Linked DNA regions of Mus musculus: region 2 is linked to region 1. The links are chromatin contacts, called in public HiChIP or PLAC-seq maps. All regions are on one chromosome and are shown on one strand. The core of a region is the stretch at or near the end of the contact, and the rest is flanking DNA. Distances in the headings are between cores, read along the strand shown.

Region 1 (6,550 bases), core at 2,432-4,931:
CTCCCTGGTCAGATTGCAGACTTGAGTAGTTTGCAGCTCCTGAGTCAGGCAACCCTCCGTCTGCTCATTCAGGGGTAACACGACGTTATTTAACAGAACCAGGGACTGGTCATCTATTCCCCACTCTCCCAAGTGCTGGGGGCACGTGCATTTTGTGTACATAATTCCACAAGACTCGGTTCTCCCATTTTCGGATTTTAAGCAGCTTTCCAACCAAGTGCATAAGACATGGCAACCAAACTGGCTCGGGCTCACCTTGTTCAGTACCAAAAACTCAAAAAAAGATTTCTGATCCTCTTCGACTTTTTTCTGTAATCCTGGGAAATCAGTTGGAAATACCCGGCGTATCTGAATGAAATTTTTATCGTACTGTAGAAAAACAAAAGCATTCTTGGAACTGCAAAGTTGCATTATGGAATGGTTCTTTCTCAAAAGATCCTTTATTTTTTCATGGGAAAAATGATCAAACTGATAAGCCAGAAGGGAAAAGTTAGAGCAGCTAAGGTCCTTTTTGGAAAATTTCAGGTAAATGCTATATTTGGTTGGATCTGGATTTTCCAGTGTCCAGGTGCAGTTTGTAAAGTTTTTGGGAAACATTTCACTTACAGAATAGGATCCATAAATGACTCCCTTCACCAAAGTGGAACACCAGAAGTCTTGGGCAGCATTAAATCCAAACATAACCAGGAGATAGGTGGAAAATATATAAATCAGCAGGTTACGAACAGCCTTCATCCTATGTCATTTGGCCTGTAAGAATGGCAAAGGAAGTGAGACGCAAGCAGACGACCACAGGCATTGAAAAAACAAAACCCTTTCAATATTTCTGCCAGCTGTTTTCAAGAATTCCGTTTTTAAAAAAAAAGCCCTTTTTAAAAAAGAAGGGCAGGTGATTTTTATTTTATAACGCCAGGAAATTATCAGTTGCTGTGTGAAGAGCGCCCTCACGTGGTTGGTAGTGATGGACAAGTTCTCACCGTTCAATTTAAAAATAACATTTAATAGATTATTAATAGTTATGTCCTAATTCATCCACCAGGATTTCCTGCACATCCATTATCATTCTATCAAGTGAAGTGGGAAAGCATGGTGTTTTGTTCTGTTTTGTTTTGGAGTAGCAATAACCTGCATGTTAATTGCTGAGGTACTGACTTAAACTCCAGAACCTTCCCTCTCCCTCAGTCTTCTGCCTGCAGTAAACAGCAACACACGAAATCTAACCTGATAATCTGGAAGCAGCTGTCATCGCATTATTCCTTTCCTGTGGACTGTGAGAAGTAATCGTGGTAAATTACAGCCACAGCTTTAAAAGCAAAGACGATCATTCCTTCCAGATGGAATATCATCTCCCCAATGCCCCTACTTGCCTTTGCAGGGGCCACTGTGTGAACTGGTGAGACATTCCTGTGCAAAAAAAAAAAACCACTTGGGAATTCGTGGGGACGCGTCAGATTTTGAAGGAATCATCTGGGAGAGGGCATAGATGGGTAGATGGACCGGAAAGACCTGATGCTCGGCATCACCACTAAGTGTGAGATTCCAGGCAGTCATTTCATAGGCCGTGCCCTCCTGGGATGCATAAAGTGGATCGCTGTATTAGTATCTGTATCCAAAGGCAGTGTTGGGGGTGGGGGACCCCAGAACTGCAGCCACTGAGCTTGCCTAGGCTATGTTTCTCCAAATTATGGTGGTTTTAGTAAGAGTCATAGCTTATAAATTGGGATTTACACATAGTGCATGAAAAATCCTAGCATTGTGTTTGCTCCCTGGCCGACTTCAGTGGCCGAATTCCTGCCTTTCTAACAAGTGTTCCAGGTTGTTCTTCTTACATTGATTTTTGCCCCAGCTTTGCACAACCAAAGCATCCTTGATTATATTTACCTCTATAACTTATTAATCCCAATATAACTTAATTTTTTTCATCTTTAACCTTTAGAAAGTTATTCCTCAGAATGAATGACAATGCTTTTTGTTTTTGTTGTTGCTGTTCAGCCCTTAAGCTGATAAAAGTGATATCAAGTTCATTTTAAAAGGCTTTAAACTGAAGTCTCCTCCACCATTCTATACACAGAGACAGACAGACAGACAGACATAGAGACTGTTAAGAGTTTTCATGCCTTCTCTGTCTGGTCTTTGAACTAAAGCATACAACCTTCTTCTTTGCCATTGCATAACACAGCAACACATGCACTCCCAATCCAGTGACCAAAGTCCCTGAACAGATCTGCATTTCACAGAGTATGATTCAAACACTATGTCTTGACAGAGGCCAAAACAGCCCCAACTGTAAATCTCTACACAACAGCAGTTTAAAATAAACCCAGAGCTGATAGGACTATCAGAATAGCGTTTTCTCTTCCAAACACACAGCTCACTGAGTAATGCCTTTTCCAGTTGAAAATAAGTAAATAAATAAATAAATAAAGGTAATGATATTTTAGAGGTTACGTGTGTTTAAAAAAAATGGGAACAGTCTCGTGTGTGTGTGTGTGTGTGTGTGTGTGTGTGTGCACGCTGTAGCACTTTGCAGGCAATGCAGGTCTGCGCAGTGTTCTTCAGGATAGAGTGTAGGCGTTGAAAGCCGATGTGACAGTAAGTGTCTAAATTAGGAATTCCAACCATGAAAGGGGGCTTCATTTTATAATCAGGAACTCAAAAGGAGGTCGTATTTCTTTTCCTTATTAAAAAAAAAATCGGTATTTCTGCTTCCATTTATTTGGCAGTGGATGTCTGCAATAGTGTGCTTATCAGTGATTAGAAGAGAAGGGAAGAGCTGATTTCACATCTCTCTTCCACCCTTCATGTAACGCTCTTTATTTTTAACCATTCTTGGGGTACGAAGTCTTGTTTGTTTCTATATAATAAGAAATATGAATCATTGAACTGCCCCCACCCCCACTGCAGGCCCTGTTCAAACAACCGTATATCTGTCTAAGGAAAAATAAGGGCCAGAGGTTGCCTAAGGGATGGTCACTGAGGGCTCCAGAATGTTGTATTTATTTATTTATTTATTTGGCTCTTTCTGAGAGGCAAACCAGCACTGAGTTTAGCTATTCTCAAACTGATCTTCTGGGTGACACTTTAGTTTAGCCGAACATAGACGGCGCCATCACTCCACTGATTTTTTCCCCCAACAGAAGACCCAATCCTACTCTATCCTAACTTCCTTTTAACCTACCCCCCTCCGCCCCCGCTAAAATTACCTCAATCACGCACGAGTTGCTAGATTTTCTGGGTCTCTCTCCCTATTCCTTCCCATCCAGCACACCTCTTCAAAAACAGACTTCTCTTAACTTTTCAACTGCGGCGTTTTAGTAAGCTCAGAATCTTGCCATCCGCCAGCAACAGCCTTGACTTCCATCCCCCCAAACTGAGCCCAAGTCTCTCCGGGCGACCCCCCAGAAGACAGAGGTGACCCTTAGGCCCCTTTCCTTACCTTCCACTCCGAAAGCTCCGGGAGGCTCTTGATCTAAGACACCAGAACAGGCACACGTCCCAACAACAGTGATGGAGAGACTCCCCTTCGGTCCCAATCACCGTTGCCCATTTTTCCCCCCGGTTCAGCTTCAAATATTAAGATTTATGATTGGAAAAAAAATAATGCATGCAAACGAAAGGCAGAGGGAAAAAAAGGAAAAAAAAATAATAGGGGGGGGGGCGGTGGTATCCAGCGGCCAGAGCCTTGCGCCTTATCCAAGTGAATGAAGCCTTCAAAGGAGAGGCGGGGAGAGGCCCCCTGAAGGGAGACTCCACAGAAACACCAAACAGAAAAATGGAAGTGGATAAAGAGCGCAGATGTGTTTTCCCAAACCCACCCCCCCGCAACAAACGGATTGGCCAAGAAGCCAAAAAAGCGCTGAGAAGTGGCCGGCGGCGCTGGCTGGGGCGGCGTGTTGGGCGGTGGGCTGGTGGCAGGAGTGCTCCCGGCCGGTGGCGAGGCTGGAGCAGGAGCCGTTTGCTTGCTTGGTGCGCCCTCCTCCCCGGCCCTCCTCCCTGCCAGGTACTGATGGACGGAGCGCGGCTGAGGAGCTGGGGGTAAAATCCTGGGCTGGCGACGTCGGGAAGCTGTTTGAATGCCGGGCGAGGAGGGAGGCGCGCGAGGGCACGAGATAGTAAAGCTGTGTGGCGGGCGTGCGCGCCGGCGCGCGGCGCTCGCTCTCCCCGGGCTGCGCGCGAAGGGGGCCCGCGCGTTCCTCGGCGCGCACCCGCCGCTGGGCAACCCTCCCGCGCGCGTGCTCGTGGGTGCGCGCGTCCCCGGCGGAGCGCTGCGCCCGGACCAGAGTCCGGCCTCCCCCGCGGCGGGCGAGCTGGCGGGCGGGCGAGCGGGCGAGCGGGCGAGCGGGCGGGAGGGAGGACGGGCGCGGGAGCGAGGCGGGCGGGCGGGCGGGCGGGCGCGGGCTCCTCGGGGCTCTAGCCGAGCCCGCGCCCTGCTACTCAAACCCAAACACGTCTGGAAAACCGATCTTTTCTGCGCCTGGGAGGTTTTCGCATCCTCAGTTCCCACCGCTGAGGCTGGTCGCCACCAAGTGTAGGAGAAAGTCCCCAGGAGGAGAGGCAGGGGGGCGCGGAGACGGGAAGGCGACATGGAGGGGTAGGAAGTAAACGCTGGACTCGATCATCTGTCTGCTGCCATTCAGAGCGGACCTGCCGCAGCGGGAGAGCTGTCATTTCAGCACCGGGATTTAGCCTTGATCCAGTCTGCAGCTGAGGGGCCACAACTCAGCTCCCACTGCTCTTTGCCTCAGGCTGGAGGCTGGAACTATAGTTGTTCAGTTTTTTTGTTTTGTTTTGTTTTGTTTTTTGTTTTTAAAATCACAGCCAGACTGCAATTAACAGCTTATTTGTTCTGTCACGAAAGAGGCTTTGCCAGGACCACTGAGCAGGCTACCGAGGTCAGGCGTCCTGAGCTGCTCTCAGCATGGCGTTGGGACAATAGTGCGGGTTCTAAACTTTTGATTCGTTCTGGCTTCTTAATGCATTTATTCCTTGTCAAGTTTCCCCTCGTAGGAAGTTCGGGTAAGTGATGGGAAGAAATGAAGAAAAGCTACCTTTGTTGTCCGTTGAGAAGGGGGATAAGGAAGATAAATTTCTACACGACTCCACCGTTTTATTTACTTATTGTTTATTTTGCCTCTTGTACAGACGTCTGAAGATGCATCAGATAGACTTCACATGCACATGCAGGTCACTCGCCAGCTAGTTTGGTCTCTACTTGTGTACGCGGTTGGTGGTTTGCAAAACAAGTGTTTGAATAGTGTGCTTATGTGGTGGGAGGAGACATAATGGGTAATGCATTTGGGCAGAGTCCTCCTAAGGGTGAGTTGCCTGAGCAGCAGGTGAAGTTGAATGAAGCAATTTTCCATCATTTGCTCTACTCCCTCATTTGCATTTTTTGTTCCTCTTCTTGTTCCTCTCCCCTGGGGCAATTGCATAGCCAAGAACAGGATTTTCAAAGGAAGGCTATCATGAAAACAGGAAGGTACTGATGATCTTTTATGTACCAGAATTGTTTGAAATATTAAAATTGGCTCTTTGGCTCCTTGCATCTTACTGCATATTAATAGAATGACCCTCTTCAAGGCTTTTCTCTTTTAGGACAAGCATTGAAGTAACAACCGGTAAGGGAAACAGTTAATCACTTTCCAGCAGGCTTCAACAATGTTCCCAGGAACAAATCACCAGGGAAAGCAGCCTGGGTGGCATTTTGGTTTTGTGTCATTTCTGGTTCATTACAATGCTTTTATTCATTTAGGGGAATGTGAAAAGAAAATGCTCTCATATGTCAAATGCAAAATCCCAAACGCTGTGTATATAGTGAGCATATTTTCTTATTTAAAAAAGACTATTCTGCAGTATAAAAGAGGAAAATATTTCATTTATTTCAACTTTTGGGGTGAAAGTGGTCATAATATTTGCAAGACATTTGGGTAAATCTGTTATTTCACCCGGGGGGGGGGGGGAGTCGCAGTAAATGTGCCATAAAATGGAGAATAAGAAAATACTTTGTGTGGCTTGTACATACAGATAAAATAATGTAAGGATAGTTATAATTCTCACACAGTAGTGTCTTCTCACATTATCATTTAGCAGTGTGATCTTGATGTTTCTTAGAAATCTCTAAAGTCACAGCAGCGTGGAGTAAGAAAAACAGCCTAGGGGGACAATTTTAAAAGGCTTAATCCTTAATGGAAAGGAACACTCTTTTTCAGAATCATTTTAATTCAAGTAGGATGCAGGGCTGGGTCAGAAAGGAAAGCCACTCTTAATAAAGCGCTTCACCCTTCACACTGTTTCCCATAACCTTCATAAACTGCAGGCTACTGAGCTGGCCTGATGATGATCCTGCTGAGGTATATTTATAGCAGATGATTTGTAGATGATAAATATGCCAAGCAAGACACTTGGCTACAGTAACCCGGGGCTCATCTGACTTCCTGGGGGCGGAGGGGTGTCACAATCAAGAATAACAAGAGGGACTATATAAGGAGAAACTGGTCTCTAAGCCCTGACGACACAGTCCAAAGCCAACCCAAGAAGGCATCACATTGTT
Region 2 (6,550 bases), core at 2,254-4,753, 63 kb after region 1:
TCATATGGAAAAATGAAAAAAACTGAGGATAGCTAAAACGATCCTGAACAATATAAGAACTTCTGGAGGTATCATCATTCCTGACTTCACGCTATACTACAGAGCCATAGTAATAAAAACTGTGTGGTATTGACACACAAACAGACAGATTGATCAATGGAATCAAATCAAAGACCAAGAAATAAACCTATGAACACTTGGTTTTTGAAAAAGAAGCCAAAACCATGTAATGGAAAAGGGAGAGCATATTCAATAAATGGTGCTGGTCTAAGGGGATGTTTGCATGAAGAAGAATGCAAATAGACTCATGTTTATTAACCTCCACAAAATTCAAGTCCAAGTGGATCAAAGACCTCACTGTAAAACCAAATACACTATATCTAATAGAACAGGAAATGGGGAATATCCTTGAACTTGTCAATACAGGAGACAACTTCCTGAACAGAACACTAATGGCTCAGGCACAAAGGTCAAGAATTAATAAACCATACCTCATGAAACTGAAAAGCTTCTGTAGTCAAAGGGCACCATCATTAGGACAAAACCACAGCCTAGAAATTGGGAAAAAGTTTTCACTAACCCTATATCTGATAGAGGGCTAATATACAAATACATAAAGAACTCAAGTAGTTAGACACAACAATCCAAATAAACCTATTACAAATGCGATACCGAGCTAAACAGAGAATTCTCAACAGAAGTATCTCTACAAACACTTAAATAAATGTTTGAAATCCTTACTTATCAGAGAAATGCAAGTCAAAATGACTTTGATATTTTACCTTACACCAACCAGAATGACCAAGATCAAAAAGTCAATGATCAGCACATGCTGGTGAGGACATGGAGCAAGGGGAACACTCCTCCACTGCTGGTGGGAGTACAAACTTGTATAACCACTCTGGAAATCAATTTGGTGGTTTCCCAGATGATTGGGAACAGCTCTACTTCAAGATCCAGCTATATCACTCATGGGAATATCCCCAAAAGTTGTTCCACCATCCCACAAGGACACTTGCTCAACTATGTTCATAGCAGCTCTATTTGTATTTTAAAATTCTTAACTTTCTTTTAAGTGACCTTTTAAAATGTACCCCCCACACACACACACACATTTTATTTGTGAGCAAATGCAGACCATCATGTGTGTATGGGTGTCAGGGGAAAACTTGTAGGAATCACAAGAGAAATTATTCTGCTTTGACTTCCGAGCCATAAACTCAGGTTACTTGGCAAATACATTTTCCAACTGATTCTTATTATATTGTAGTTTTACATTTTGTTGTTGTTGTTGTTTTTCCTGTTATAAGGATTAAATTCACACATACTAGGCAAGGACTTAACCACTAGGCTGCATCCCCAGTCTTTTCTTTTTCTGAGTAAAAATTATAGAATAGTCTAAGGCCTGTTCATTCAAAATAGAAAATTTTATTTATAACCATCAAGGAATAATATATAAAATGTGATCCATGTTTTTTTTTTTCCCCAACCAGTTTTGGGAGTGACTTACACCAATTCTTTTTTCATTTTTCTTTTAAATTGGTTATTTTATCTATTTACATTTCAAATGTTATTCCCCTTCCCAGTTTCCCCTCTGAAAAACACCCTATCCCCTTCCGCTCCCCTCTGCTTCTATGAGAGTTCTCACAGACCTATCCACACACTCCTGTCTCACTACCTTAGCATTCCTCTACACTAGCGCATCTAGCCTTCACAGGACCAAGGGCCTTCCTTCCCACTGATACCAGATAATTCCATCCTCTGCTACATATGAAGCTGGAGCCATGGATCTCATGGTGTACTCTCTGGTTGGTGGTTTAGTGATAGGACTATTCTATGATCATTATTTAACTAACCAAAGGAAAAATGGGGCAATAGGACAAATGAATTTACAGTTGATTAAGTGTCAAAATTTTCATAATGAACGAAAATTATTTTAGTGTTTAGATCTTACAAGAAGGAATATTATGGAATAACTCCTAGTCCCATTAATTTACTTAGCTATAAAAAATATAAATCAATATCTTCAATGTGATGGTGTGGTGAAGTATCATTGAATCTTATAAATATATATATTTCATTTTCCTGCACTTGGAAGCTTACTATTCCACCATGAATTTGATCAATTTGAAGACTCATGATAATGTAATCCAGGCTGCTAACATTTTTTTATGAATTGCATTGTTTGTCATGTTCTTTCACACAAAAATATTCTAACTGACAGATAAATTGATACCTTCCATGTTGTTATGGCAACAACTTTCAGAATATCAACTGTGACAGTCATGTCTGTCTTTATTCCTGGAATTAACAATTGTCTCATCCACCGAGTTTGTGTTTAATAAGTTTATTTTGAACTGAAAATTTGAGCTACTTTATTGATTAAACTTTCATACAACATTATTAGGTTTAAGATGGACAGCTAATGACTTTGTTGGAATCATAGATTTGAACATATATGTGTACATCTACACACTGGTGTGATAACACAGTGTCCATATACACATATAAGAGGATGCACATGCTTATGTGTGCTTGTTGAACAATGGAAAAGGAAAAGAAGACTCTGGTCTTAAAATATCTAGACTGACTCAAAATTGTTAGGTTTTGATTATAGGTAGGAATTCATGCAAGATTATGTGCCCATGTGTATATTTGTTTAAATAAAATATTCTCAAATTATAGACACATAAATATATAATTAGGAAATATATGAAATATCTAATAGGCTATTTGGGGGGCTACGTCTGAATATATTATATAAAGTTATGATAATGAGAAACGTTCTCAGTCTTAAACATATGCAAGAGCAAATTTTGAAGCACTCAAATAAAAAAACAATAGCTCATATATAGGGTTGAGTATAGGAACAGTTTCTATTATCTTTTAAATAAATCACTTAAAATGAATGATTTCAGGCATAGGGGATGAAACTTGATTGTGCACAGCAATGCGGCAGTAGTGAAAGCACCTGAAACCAATGTTAACTTAATTTGGAACTACTGAAAATCTTTACCTCATATTTCTCTCTCCCTTTGAAAACCATGGAAACCAAAACATTGACTCACTTTTAAATACCATCTGAATTCTAGATGTTGCTAATTTACATATTCAATTTCTTTGCGGTTACTATACTGGCATGTTATTTTCCCCATCCTCCAGTTGAGAAGACTTGCAGAGACTAAACAAATCACTAATGTCTTTTTTCTCTCTCTCTCTCTTTAGCTCTTTGGAACACCACACAAAGTGAAGAAAAGCCTCTATAGGTTTTATTTAATCTTCACATAGTATAAATGATATGGGTCACTCCTTTATAAGAGACTTAATTTTTCCATGAAATACAGTGAAATAAGAATTATTTTGCCACAGCTACACTATCTTATATTGTTATTCCAACAAGAAATATATGATTGCTTAAGGAAACAGGAGCTGTGCATTCTTCAAGCTGCAGCGCTGACTCAGTCATGCAGAACTAACTTCCTGGCGGTCTCTGAATACACACCAAGCTGCTCTGTAGCTGTTGCTGACAATGAACTAGTGACTGGAAAAAGGAATCTTAAACACAGTCACATCTCCAGACTCTTAAAATCCTGTTCACAAGGCCTAATACACTGCAGAACGGGAATATGTTTAAAGAAAGTGTTTGAACGGTAGAAAAAGCATTTTATCTAATTTTTTTTTTTTTTTGAGAATTGCTAGGCAACTAAAACATTCTTTTTACATATATTCATTGGAGTACCACAATTCTATTGAGCCTTTCTAGTGGATAATTAATTGTTAAAAATTTGCTTATTCTATACTAAATATTCAGGAGATAGTAAATGAGGTAATTTATTTTTGGGGGGACCATTTACAGAAAATCTTAAATTGAGCAACTAGTTTTATGGGAAGTGTTACTGTGTGATACTTTGGAAGGAAGAGACCACTTTCATGGGTTGGTTTGCTAGTTAGTATTTATTAATTGAGATGATTCAAATGATTGGTTTTTGCTTAAAGTACAAATAGTGAAACCGGTTTGATTTTACAGAAAGACTTCAGTAGTTGGCAGGAAATCCATCTGAGAGTTCCATCATGGAGCTCAGCCCATGGTGCGGCAGGGGCTAATTGTGATGGTGATCCCCTGGCACAGAATAAGCCCTTTAGTAACAGGCCTTGCCAAGTTCATTTGGGAAACTACTTGTATTTAGGAAGTATGGTGAATCTTAGGGTGTGGGGAGAGACTTAGTAATGAAGAGCAGAGACTAATTGAAAAACGTTAAAGTCGAAGAAGGCATTAGATAAAATTGTTTCCATCATCTGCATTTTAATAATTAGTATAAAATCTAATTAGCGTAGAGTCGAATTGAATGAGGCTTTTAGCCAAATTTTATTGTCTGTATCATTGGGTAGGTATGGTTGGTATTTTCTAATCAGAATTAATCTTATTTTAAGAACTATGATAAAATACTTTGTGTGTTAAAGATATGGTAAAGAATTAAACTTGAATTAGGTCCTTAAAAGTGCACAATTAAGTTGATTAAGGTAATTTTATTAAGTTCAGGACAATGATTTCTTTTTATTTATTGACTTGGTCATTAGTTTTAAATATCAACAATTCTTTCACTGAATCTAAAATCCATAGAGCTCATGAACTTATTAATGTCTCACTTTTCCTAGTTTTTACCTCAGCAGATCCTAGAAACAGACTGTAAAATTCGTCAATTTTTAAAGTATGTACATTTTTCAAGGATTTCAAGTCAGTAATATAAAGCTTACTGTTAATATGTTATCTTTGCTAGTAGAAATTATGTTCTGGAAATATAAACATCTTTAAAAATCTGTATGTTCCAGTTTGTGACCACTCCTGAAAATGTGTTGTAAAGAGTTTAAAGAGAAATTTGTTTGTTGGATTGTAAAGTTTAAACACATCATTTTCCTTGTTATCTGGTATATCTCCTGGTCTTCATATTTTCACAGGATTCGGTTTAGAAAATTCTTCTGTTCTCACTTCACTGATTGCTATTGTTATCATGGCAGCTTCTCATCTTCCCATAACAGCATGTTAATCTATATTCTTAAATGTGTCAGTTAAGTTATAAAGGTCTGCACGTGTTATATTTTATTGGAAGGTTTTGCTTACATTTGATAGCTTTGAAATATTACTTTGTTTATGCTTTATATATTTAGCTATTTTTTTTTCAAATTTTCTGCCATGTTTTCTCACCACTTTAACGAACAGTAAAGGACAACAGTTACTGATTTGCCTTCCGGTCTTTCTTTTTGTGACTGTGACTCATTACACCTTCAGATTCCATAATTGGTACACTTTGTTTTTCTTGCCACAGGAGGGCATCTGTGATCCCACAGACCTAACTAGTGATTAGGTCAGAAAAAGATTTGTAATCTTTGCTGGGAGATGTGTGTGTGTGTGTGTGTGTGTGTGTGTGTGTGTGTATGTGTGTGAATCATTCATGATTAAGATTTTTAGAACTTTGGCTGTAGTTTTATTTGTCTTGATCACCATCAGAAGAATATGAAAGAGTCAAGTCAACATAAAATAATAGTAAGGGAATGAGAGTCTTATTTTTTCCGAGCATCGACCAACCTCCAAATCTCTTCATATGGGAAATAGTCATGTTACACGTCTTTTCTCATTGTATGCATCAGGAGACTCAAGTCACGACCCAAACAATGTCATATTTTGACATATTTTAAATCTTAAATCTGAGGAAATTGATTTAAATTTCTCTTTAAATTAATTTTATGTATTTATTATGCCAATTATAACATTTATTTGAAGTGATTTATGATATTTAAAAATATATTTAGATGATATTTTCACACTGGTTTAGCTGAAGTTCCAGAAAAAATTTGGCTAAGTTTAAAATGTTGGCTTCATCATTTTAAGGCCAGCATTACTTGTACTTGTGTTCAAGAGGACTGAGAACTGCTATTCTTTGTTTACATATGGCCAATTTATTATAGTATCGGTAATTATTTATATTATACTGAAGATTGTTGCATTTTCTATATGATTATTTTTTAACAAATGCTATAATTTGTAGGTTGCTTATTTTCTTTTCATTAATAATTTTATTCATTTACATTTTAAATGATATCCCCATTCTTGGTTACCCATTCATAACCCCCCCCCCAAACCAGCCTCCCTCTTCCCCCACCCCTTTGCCTCTTTGAGGGTGTTCCTCCACCTATTCACCCACTCTGGCCTGACCACTCTAGTGTCCCTTTACCCTGGGGCAAAGCCTCCTTCCCTTCCTACTGATGTCAGATAATGCCATCCTCTGCTACATATGAATCTGGAGTCCTGGCTCCCTGTATGTATACTCTTTGGTTAATGGTAGCTGGCAAAACTACTTTTGAAACCAAGCTGGTGGTTCCTCAGAAAATTGCAAAGAGGACCCAGCTATACCACTACTGGACATATAACCAAAAGATGCTCCATAATATAACAAGGACACATGCTCCACCATGTGAATAGCAGCCTTATTTATAATAGCCAGAAGCTGGAAAGAACCCTTCAACAGAGGAATGGAAATAGAAAACATGGCAC

The links. HiChIP or PLAC-seq counts read pairs in DNA pulled down with a chosen protein or histone mark.
Region 2: a contact with region 1 is called in an H3K4me3 HiChIP or PLAC-seq map of neural progenitor cells, with 59 read pairs. The contact joins the enhancer-like site here to the promoter of Adgrb3 in region 1. A contact is called at or near these places in 9 of 484 Hi-C or Micro-C datasets (cerebral cortex, cortical neurons, embryonic stem cells and 2 more), 4 of 115 datasets of contacts at active chromatin or transcription factors (astrocytes, embryonic stem cells and neural progenitor cells) and 3 of 9 other capture datasets (adipose tissue, liver and pancreatic islet).

Annotation. Positions count from the first base shown.
Region 1 is chr1:25,826,026-25,832,575 of GRCm38.p6, forward strand. Adgrb3 (adhesion G protein-coupled receptor B3) reads right to left here and starts at 3,682. Exons shown (of 31, transcript NM_175642.4): 1 at 3,437-3,682; 2 at 1-750. The coding sequence starts at 735. It overlaps Gm9884 (predicted gene 9884), which reads left to right and starts at 4,405. Exons shown (of 2, transcript NR_169046.1): 1 at 4,405-5,016; 2 at 5,143-5,545.
Region 2 is chr1:25,889,053-25,895,602 of GRCm38.p6, forward strand. It overlaps Gm39614 (a long non-coding RNA gene), which reads left to right. Exons shown (of 3, transcript XR_865299.1): 3 at 3,226-3,253. Among named protein-coding and RNA genes, the nearest start is that of Gm31076, 11 kb to the right of the region's middle. Within about 2 kb of position 3,504, at least 25 of the 459 cell types and tissues checked have an H3K27ac peak or open chromatin away from gene starts, as enhancers often do. A contact at or near this core is called in neural progenitor cells and stem cell-derived neural stem cells, where this site is marked.